Linked DNA regions of Sus scrofa: region 2 is linked to region 1. Evidence: chromatin contacts called from public Hi-C data. All regions are on one chromosome and are shown on one strand. The core of a region is the stretch at or near the end of the contact, and the rest is flanking DNA. Distances in the headings are between cores, read along the strand shown.

Region 1 (5,403 bases), core at 1,229-3,728:
AGTGAAGTCAGATGAATAAAGGATGAGGTCAATAAATGGCGCATCTCTGTTTCCTCTCTGGCTCTCTCCATATCCAGAGCACTTGGGGTGTTTCGTCCACAACTTTGCCCAGGTTATACACATTTCAACGATCGCCACTGTTCCTAGGATACACCTCCTAGTCGTTAGGGTAGTTACAAGGCCCTGCTGACCAGTCTCATGGTGTCCCAAGCTCCCTCCCCATTCTCCACCCCAGTCACCCTGACCTTCTTCCCCCGAGAGAGGTTTGTACACATTGGTCCCTCTGCAGGGAACACTCTTCCTTCCCATCTCTGTCTTGTAACCTACTTATCCTCCAGACCCTGGTTCAATGGTAACACCATTAAGAGTCTTGTCTGGGCTCTCCCAAATATAGCCATCCTCTTCTGCCTTTTCCTAGCACCACATACCTGTGCCTAGGTCTTATTTATTTATTTGGGACTTGTATTTGGTTAATATTTTCCCTTACTGAATCAGTCTCCATGTGGTTAGGACTCATGTCTGTTTTTGTTCTCCACTGCCTTTCTAATGCCTATCATAGCACCTGCCATGTAGTAAGTGCTCCATACATACCATTCAAGAGAAGTGATTGTCTTCCAGTCACCAGCACCAATGAATAGCAATCTCTTAAGGAGAGGGCTGTGTCTGCTGTGTTCACAGTGTCATTGTGAGCTACTTCATCCACACCCTAGACCCCCACATATATATTCAGGACCTAGAAGAATCATGCTATATTAGTCCTGGTCCTGTGAACATCTCCCTGGCCTTTCTAGAGGGTCCATAAAGAGCTGGATGAGGTCTATGCCATCCATGCTGCTTCCAAGATGGTTTCTATTGCTCTCTCATTTCCCTTTCAACAGAAAGTCTATTAACCGGGAACAGCCTAAATGCCTCCTCCTCCATGAAGCCTTCCATAGTGTCCCTTTCTCATCAGCATGACATTTGTTATGCCCTCTTTGGCACAAATAGAACTGATATGGCTCTGCTCCTGGTAAATGCAGCTGGCTGTGTGCTGGGTTGTTAGCTTGTTTGCCCTCTGGCTTAGTCCCAAAACCATAGCAAATTTTCCTTCCCCACCTGGCTCCTACCTCTGGTTACTCACTGCTCTTGCTCCTTTGCCCTCATTGTTGCAGGTACACTGAATGCTTTTCAGTTCTTCAAACACAGCACAATGGCTCACATTTCTGGACTTAGGCACTTGACATCCTCTCTGACTGAAACTCTCTTCCCACGTCATATCCACATGCCTGACTTCCAATTATCCTCCAAGCCTTGATAACAAGATTGTTTCCATCAGGAAAGCTTCCTTAATGCCTGGCTTAGCCTGGGTGTACCCTCTCTGTGTCATGTCCCTCTAGCACCTGATGGAGCCCTTCTCACACCTGTTCTCCTATCTTACCCACAGGTTGAGCTCCGCAAGGGTAGGAGCCAGTCAGGGTTACACTGGCACAGAGTGGGTGTTTAATAACTACTTGGTGGATGAACAGATGAATGAATTAAGGCTGCTATAGTCACCTTTTTAACCCTCACTCTGTCCTCTCTGTGCCACTATGCTCTGTACAAGAGTAGGGCTCAAACTCTCTTGAATTCATGGGGTGGAAAGGGATGGAATTGAGTTCCCCCATGTCAACACTTATGGAGATGACAAAGAAAGAGCATTCATGAGCTCTATTCTTCAAGGTCCATGCTCCTCCATCTCCTTGTCATCAGCCAAGGCCTGGGCACGGAGCAGGGGTTCCATAATTTGACTGAATATATTGAGAGACATGGTTGCATCAGCTCTGTCACATTACTGTGTAGCACAGGAACTGTGTCCAATTGTCTAATTTCTTGGGATGTAATGTGATGGGGATGATGATATGAGAAAAAGAATGTGTATATATGTGTGTGTGTGTGTGTGTGTGTGTGTGTGTGTGTGTATGACTATCACTTTGCTGTACAGCAGAAATTGGCACAACATTGTAAATCAATTATACTTTAACAGAAAAAATTAACACACAAAAAATTCATGATTTTACAAATTACTTTACTGAATAAACCGAGAGACCTGGTTGTACCAGCTGTATCACCTCTGCTAAGTCCCTTTTTCTCTCTGGCCTTAGAATCTGGATCTGCCAAGGAGAGATAATCACATCTCTTTGCTTAATGGCTGTTCTGAGGGTTAAGTGAATTAAGATCAGTAGAGCGCTTAGGCACCCCAAGTGTGGGCTACCAACCATTTGCCACCAGCCGCTCCAGGTTATTTATCCCAAAAGGGCTGGCTCTGAGCTCAAAGCGGTGGAACCCAGGCTGCGGACAGGCTGATGGGTGGAAGCTGGGGTCTCCTGGGCTTCCGCCTGACTCCCACGCCACGACGGTCCAGGTCAGTGTGTTTTAGAGACACACCTGGCTGCAGGCGCTGCTGCCGCCCACCAACCCCCACCCCTATGCTGCCAGCACTGGTGGAAGTTTCCGCGGTGAGTCACAGCCCTTTTTTTAGCAGCGGCGCTAGATGTGCGTTATAACTCACCGAGGACCCAGAGAGCCTAGCCGCGCCGCCGCCGCCGCGGCCGCCGCCGCCGCCAACGTCGCCAACGTCAGCGCAGAAGATCGGCTGGGTCGCAGCAGGGTGGGGGCAGGCGACCCCATCCCCGCCCTGCTGCACTGTCCTGCGGGTCAAAGCACCACTGCTCTCCCCCCAGGTCCTCGGTGCTGTAGGGCAGCTGGGTAGCTTAACAAGTATGCTAACCCCTTGGGGAGCGCCCTGGCAGGGTCTGTATGCATTACTTGGAGACCCTGAACTGAAGAAGAGAGGGCGGTGGTGATGGATGGGGAGAAAACATCCTTCTGTCTGTCTGTTATCCATCCATCCATCCATCTATCCAGTCACCTGCCCAATCACCAGCCTTCCCATCCATCCTGGCCTTCTCTACACACTAAGACATTGAGACTCTTCCTCCCATCCACCCACCCACCCAAATACCCATTCCATCATTCATCTACCACTCAACCACCTGCCTTCCCATCCAGGATTTGATACACCAAGTCACCTAAGGTCCTCCCTCCCCGTATCCACCCACCAGAAATACACTCATTTATTTAACACCCGCCCATCTATTTGTCTTTGTCCATCTTTCCATCCACCTATTATTCATCTACCTAGCTGTTCATTCGAATTACCATGCACTACACTGGATGCTCAGAATACAAAGATGATTAGGACAGCATCTCCACTTCTGCAGAACTCAGAATCAGCATTAGTTTAATGTGTCTGAGGCGAAAAATCTTTACCCTTATTATTCTCAGAATTATAGAAATATGTGTACTAAAATCTTATCACAGTAAAATGCTAATAGTAATAATAGTAGTAGTAGCTAATATTTATTGAGCATGATCTGACAAGCATGCTTTTCAGAGGCAGTATCTCATTGGATCCTCACACCAACCCTGGTGGCAGGTACTATTTTTATACCCAATTTTTAGATGAAAGAAACAGGCTCATGGAAGAAACTCCTGTGGCTACATAACTGTTCAATGTCCAAACGGATTTAGAAACCAAACTCTGACTCTGAAACTAGTACTTCTAGTCACTTTACTGGAATTTGTTATTTGGGAGAGGTAACACATTAAAAGAAGTTAAGTTGGATCAGCCTCAGCTGTCTTTTCTGTAGAAGTATTTCCAGAGATTGTATGTATGTTCAGTCTAGCATACATTTGCAAGGACTAATATATCTGATAAACTTGTAACCAGCCAAGATTAGAGAATAAGAGTGGGATCCAGAGGAAATGAGACATAGCTATTATTATCATCCATGCTCTTTATAGAATAATTAGAAGTAATTTAAAAAATCTTTGTGATTTTATTATCTTGAAATAACAGTTGCTATCATTTGGTTTGTGTTCCTTAAAATGTTTACTATCCATATACATGAATGTATGTGTATATATTTTTTCTTTGCAAAAATTGGATATTTATACACCTTTTTAAAAATGTAGTATGCCATGGACATCTTTCCATGAACTTCCTATAATTTTAAGAAATCTATAAAGAGAAAATAAGCTGCCTTCTTTTTCTTTTTACTTCTTTTGTTTTATTTTATTTTTTTTCTTTTCTTACAGGACTACTCCATTATGTTAATTTTTTTTTTTTTTTGTCTTTTTGTCCTTTTGTCTTTTTGTTGTTGTTGTTGTTGCTATTTCTTGGGCCGCTCCCGCGGCATATGGAGGTTCCCAGGCTAGGGGTTGAATCGGAGCTGTAGCCACCGGCCTACGCCAGAGCCACAGCAACGCAGGATCCGAGCCGTGTCTGCAACCTACACCACAGCTCACGGCAACGCCGGATCGTTAACCCACTGAGCAAGGCCAGGGATCGAACCCGCAACCTCATGGTTCCTAGTCGGATTCGTTAACCACTGCGCCACGACGGGAACTCCATTAATTTTTTGTTGTTATTCCCCAATGCAATTTTTTTTCCTACTGTACAGCATGGTGACCCAGTTACACATACATGTATACATTCTTTTTTCTCCTATTATCATGCTCCATCATAAGTGACTAGATATAGTTCTCAGTGCTACACAGCAGGATTTCATTGCTAATACATTCCAAAAGCAATAGTTTGCATCTATTAACCCCATAAGATACCTTTTTGATTGCTGTTTCTCTTTTGCTTATTTTCCTTCTCCCCTCCTCTTTTTGCTTCTTCCCTTCCTTCCCCTTTATGGTGCTTAGAAGTCCCAGTTGTAGGCAACAGAACTAGTAAATTTAAATAGAGTTTTATTAATAAATAGATCAATGTTTATTACTGTTTTTGTTGTTAGGAAGTTATTAAATAGCTCATATAATTGTTGGGTGGGCTGAATTGACAGATTTAAGGGCAAGCTTCCAGGAGGACCACTCTGCAAATGACAGGACAGAACTAGGTCTCCACCTGAGCTGCAAAATGAGAAACTGCCACCATGGACATGACCCTAGAAGCATGCCACCTTTCTACCATTCACTGGCAAAATGTATGTCTCTCACTCTGTCCTCTCTCCTACATTCAATCCCAGATCAAAGTCTTGTGTATATACATCTAATGGGCAGAACTTACACCACATCTAAACTCTAGGTGAAAGGAAGTCTGAAAGCAGAGTTTAGCTTTCCAGATTCTGCACAGTAGAGTGGGGTTAAAGAGAACATCAAGTGAGCTATGAGTTCTTTTACTAAAAGAGTTAGCAGGGTTCATTTTGTTGAGCACCTTCATTTTACCAATCAGGAAACAGACCTATAGGTGGGCCTTCTGCACAAGTTCATGTTAAAGGACAATTTTAGAACGCAGGGTTGAAGCAGGACCACATGGTGGGACCTTGAGGACACTGGGGATGTGTCATGTCCTGTGCCCACATTGAAGACTTACCATGATGG
Region 2 (5,403 bases), core at 2,087-4,586, 170 kb after region 1:
GATGTGGCTCAAATCCCACGTTGCTGTGGCTGTGGCATAGGCCAGCAGCTACAGCTCTGATTTGACCTCTGGCTCGGGAACTTCTATATGCCACAGGTTCGGCCCTAAAAAGACAAAAAATAAAGAATAAAAAATTAAAAAATCAATCAGAGGAAAAGAAAATCATTACATTTATGGAAACAGCAACATTATCACAATTGATTTCTCACTGGAAACAACAGAACAACATCTTGAATGTGCTGACAGAAAAAGAAAACTGTCCATCTAAAATGTTCTATTCAGTAAAAATATCCTTCTAAAACAAAGGCAAAATTCAGACATTTTCAGACAATCAAAAACAGAGGACCTATGACCAGCAGACCTGGTCTACATAAACACTAGAAAAATATTTCAGGCTAAAGGAGAAATGATCCAGATGTAACCTAAGTCCACAGCTACAGGGAGAAATGAAAAACACTTAAGGGGATGAATACTGCAGAAATAGAAAGGAAGATTTAAATATTTTTCTTTACAAAACTATTTTTTAAAGCATATGTAACAATATATCCTCAGGTTTATAATATATACAAAGTAAAATACATGACAAAAGGCAGAACTGTACTTTTGTAAGGTTCTACCATTATTGATAGATTGGTAAATAATATAAGGTAGACTGTAATAAATTAAAGAATAAAGATTATAGTCTCTAAATGTTTAATTACTAAAAATAATACAAAGAAATATAGGCAAAAGGCATCACAGAAGATGAAATGGAAAAATAGAAAACACTTGAATCCAAGAGAAGGCAGGAAAAGTGGATGAACAAATAACAAGACAGCAAATTACTGGTAATCATTTTAAATGTAAACCTACTAAACATTCCAACAAATAACTGATTTAAATGATTTAAAGTTAAAATGTTTAAATTGTTAAATTATTTTAAGTTAAAATAATTTAAAAATAAAAACAGGTTTTTAAGCTGGGTAAAAAACTGTAGGCATCATTTCACAAAAGAAAATATCTGAATGGCCAATAAGCATATGAAAAAGTGATACATGATATTAGCCATCAAGGATATGCAAATTGAAGCCACAGTGAGACACCACTGATACCACCCTACACGGGAACAAGAAAGACTAAACTTGAAAAGACTAATCGTACCACATGTTAGTAAGGACATGGAGCAACTGGAATGCTCATAAATTGCTGATGGAAGCATACACTAGCACAATACTTTGGAAAACTGTTTCTCATAAGGTTAAACCTCCACCCACTTCATGACTTAGCAATTATACTCTTAGTCTGTACCCAAGAGAAATGAGTGGATCTAAAAAGACATGTAAAGGAGTATTTGTAGTGCATTTACTTGTCACAGCCTAAAATGTCCCTTAACAGGGGAATAGATAATGCTGCATACTCATACAATGGACTACTATTTAGAAAGAGGAGTAAATTACTGATACCGACAACCACATGAATGAATTTTTAAATGTAGGCTGAGCAAATGATGTGAAACAAAGGAATAGACACTATTTGAATCCACTTACATGAAGTTCAAGAACAGAGGAAACTGGCCTGTAGAGCTAAAGGACTACTTTGAGGAGTGCAGGGGAAAAGGATATTAACTGGAAAGGGACATGAGATTATTTTCTGGGGATATGAAACTTTTCGACATTTTTATCTTGGTGGTGATTACACGGGTATATACTTGATAAAAAGACATGGAGTTGTGTGTTCAATATGTGTGCATTTTACTATGCCTTTTATTATACCTCAGTAAAATTACTGGAAAAAATTAAGTAGAATTCCAGGAGATGTAGGTTAACCATTCCTTTGGCATCTGGGACACCACCCTTTAGGGATTTCCTCTTGCCTCTACCCAAAACATTCCTTCTTAGTCCCTTTCACAGGTTCTTCTCGGATGGCCTTTCTGGGTGTGTATGAGATTCGTTTGTTTCATTTTATTTCCTGCTTATTGTAGCAAATAAAACAATATGATTATGTATAAAGAAAATTTAATCTCACCTGTCATTCGGTACTGTCTCTCTCAAGAGGGATTCAAATGGCCCTCAGCCTCACGCAGTGAGTCAATTAAAGAGAATATCATCCATCTCCACCAGATTCTACTGCAGAGCAGAAGAAACCCTAAACTATGGGCTGGGTCTGACCATTTACTAAATAAATTTCATCAGGCTACAGAGCATGAGCCACAAACCAAACATCTGAACTGGGGCCCAGTGTTAGAGACGGTAATAACTGCCTTCAAAGAGTAATACAGAGCAATGCTACCCTCTGAAAATGTCTGGCACTATGTTTATGCATTTATGTTAGTGTGTAGCTATCTCATTTTTCACTTATACTTTCTCTCTATGTCTCTTTCTTCCCCTTTATCTTTTGTTTTCTTTTCTTCTTTACTGTCTCCCTCATAAGGTATACTTAATATGTATATTTTTTTCTTTTTTATTTATTGAATAATGGTATATATACGTATATATACATATATATAATATTCTTTGTTTCTTGGAGAGGTAAAATGCCTTGCATTTTCTTCTAGGAAAATAAAGTGTATTTTTACTGTGATTCTTCATTAATTTTTCATGTGAGTCATATTAATCTTTGCTCTAGGATTACATAGCAATTATTTATTTTCTGAGTGAACTCAAGACTGTATGTATGTGTTTGTCTATATATAGATGTGTGTATATATATACACACACACACACATACTTCAAATGGGAACAAGTCCCAAGCTCTGTATTACAGAAAATAAATTTGTAAATTTTCCTAGCTTCGCTTTTAAGTTAAATGCATTCCGAAGTGGTTGACAGAAAGTAAATGGACTCAGAAACAGAATGCCTAGATGGGAGAGAAAATATTCTCTTTCTCCAGGGGAGGAATGTTAGACATTATTTCAAATGGCTGGTTTATATAATTTATAACTGCTTGCTCATTTCAAACAAAAGGTACCAGCAATGTGCATGCATACACACACACTGGCACACACACATGTACTTCACAGGATCTTTCAAGGTAAACGTCAAATATGTCTTATAACAAATTCTTATCAATCTGAACCCTTATCAACTTGCAGTTTCTGTAAAGAATTAACTTTCCTTAGCAATCACATTTTTCATAAACCCAAGGCTGTCTACCCTGGTGTTCTTTGCAGTCAGGAAAAAAGTAGACCTGAGAGTGAGGTGACCTGCCATTTGGGCAACACGTCAGCTGTTGGAATGTTCTTATCTTCCTTGCAAATTCACTGGAGAGACATTTCACCGTGGCTGATCTACAGCACAGTTGCTGTCACTCTAGTGTGCTATGTGTGGAGGGATCCAAGAGCACTCTGTGTTTGCCTGGAAACTTGCCCACAGTGTATTACCAGAGAGCCCAGTCTATTTTGATTGCAACTAAATGAAGGTTCCAGAAGTGTTCATTTTGTGGTGAGTCCAAATTTTCTGTGTCATCGACCCTTATTCCTCTCAGAGAACTGAAGTAGTGAAAGCTTAGCTGTTCATAAACACAGTGTATAAATTAATCACAATTTGGGTCTTGAGGTTTTTTTTTTTCCCCCAATAATAAAAAGGTCAAAGCAAATGCCATGATACAGCCTGTCTTTCTATAATGAACAGCTACTTTCCTAAGAAAAACTACACTAACAAAATTCTCCCTATCATAATTTCTATCATTTACTGGCTATTTGTTGTCTGTTAGGCACTGTGCTAAGCCTCAAAAGATTATTTCACTGACTTGTCATAATCCTGAGATGAGCACTTTTATTATCCTCACTTTACAAATGAAGAAACTGAGGCTAGGAACTTAAGTCATTTTTACACCATTTTTGATGGGACCTGGATTCAAAGTCTAATTCAAAGAAGTCTAATTCATAGGGTTTTACCATAACCACTATCCTTGATTGCTTCCCTTTTTTTTTTTTAGCCTTACAATTTAGATTTTATTTTTATTATTTCCATTTACAAAATGGAAAATTTCCAGAATAAATCTTAAAACCCATTTCTGATTTAAAACAAAAAATATAAGAAAGTTTTAGTAGTGGAGAAAGAGATTAGGAATTAAAGAGGTTTTTTCACACAGTTTCATCCATTTTACCATGCATTGGTAGCACAAAATGAAATAAGCAGTAGCTGAATGCATAGCTTCGAATGGCTAACAAAAGAAAACCCACACTGAGAAACTCAATACCCTGACAGGTAACAATGTGCTTCACTGCCTTGGGAGACCAGCTTTTCTCATTTAAGTGGTGGCAACTCCCCTGTGGTTATATTAGAGACTTATTGTTCCACACAGCTAAAATTGTATGCTTTAAGTGACTGACACCACCACATCTAGTTTGCTTTATGAAAACTCAAGCTGTGGGAGAAACATCTGTGAATATAAGGTAGATTTTCCAATATAAATAGGTTAGATTCTTTTAGGGAGCCCTGTCTTGCCATGTCTGGATCCTAAGATTCATAGTGTGTAGAAAAAAGCACTGAGTTCATGGCACTGACTTTAATAGTGTGTCACCAGAAAAAAATTGAGGGCATTTTTGTATCCTGGGAAATAGCTACAGCCATGTAGTTTTTTATCCCCACCAAAGTTATTAGATGGATACCCAATGTATTAGTCACATTTCTGCTGTGACAATGCTGTGTAACAAATACTGCCCCTTCCAATCTCAGTGGTTTACAAAAAGAAGTCTCTATTTCATGTTTATGGTAATGTAGGTTGCCTATGGATTGGCTTGGCTCAACTAGACTAGGATAATCTCCAATCTATGGTTTAAATTTAAATATGTTCAATGAGTCTTTATTCTAAAACTCAGGCTAAGACAGCAATGACTACCTGGTTCTTACTCTTTATGGGCAAAAGTTTAAGAGGTCTGACAAAAACCTTTTATTTTCTCAAAGTGTCTGTGCAGAACTGGCACACTCTCACTTTACTTATGCTTAAATTAATTGGTCAAAGCAAGTTACATACTTGTACAGCTTGATGGATGGTGATATAATGATGTTTACTAAGAGGAAATACAGGAAAAAGCATTTATCTGTGGGATAGGGTGGTGGGATGGGGAGAAGTGTTTATTTTTAGATACTGATGGATCATAAGTACCATGGTATCTCCTAAAAAAGACACCCAGGTAGCAGTTGTTTCTAAGACCCTCAATTTCACAAGAGAGATATGAGCTGAGCTAATAAATTTGTGATTCATATGTATATCTGTGTCTGACATAATAAAAAAATATATCTTGTCTTTGTCCCCAGTGCCTGGCACAAAGCTTGAAAAAAGATGGAATTACCTAAGTGACAGGAGTGTGTTTGTTATGCTAATTAAATGACTCTTAGTGGGTTTAGTTAGCTTCAGAATGGGAGCTGGTCACCAGAAAGACCCACCACATGATTAAAGGATTGGAACCTTAGGTCAGCC

What was found. Hi-C and Micro-C count contacts between places; a contact is called where the count stands out from the background.
Region 2: a contact with region 1 is called in a Hi-C map of heart right ventricle, with 3 times the contacts expected there. The contact joins two enhancer-like sites. A contact is called at or near these places in 2 of 47 Hi-C or Micro-C datasets (embryonic fibroblasts and heart right ventricle).

The regions. Positions count from the first base shown.
Region 1 is chr16:63,753,238-63,758,640 of Sscrofa11.1, forward strand. All of the region lies in intron 4 of ADRA1B (alpha-1B adrenergic receptor), which reads right to left. Among named protein-coding and RNA genes, the nearest start is that of TTC1, 240 kb to the left of the region's middle. Within about 2 kb of position 2,479, at least 8 of the 83 cell types and tissues checked have an H3K27ac peak or open chromatin away from gene starts, as enhancers often do.
Region 2 is chr16:63,924,590-63,929,992 of Sscrofa11.1, forward strand. The region is part of intron 1 of ADRA1B (alpha-1B adrenergic receptor); the gene reads right to left. The region is part of intron 1 of LOC110257290 (a long non-coding RNA gene); the gene reads left to right. Among named protein-coding and RNA genes, the nearest start is that of ADRA1B, 84 kb to the right of the region's middle. Within about 2 kb of position 3,337, at least 3 of the 83 cell types and tissues checked have an H3K27ac peak or open chromatin away from gene starts, as enhancers often do.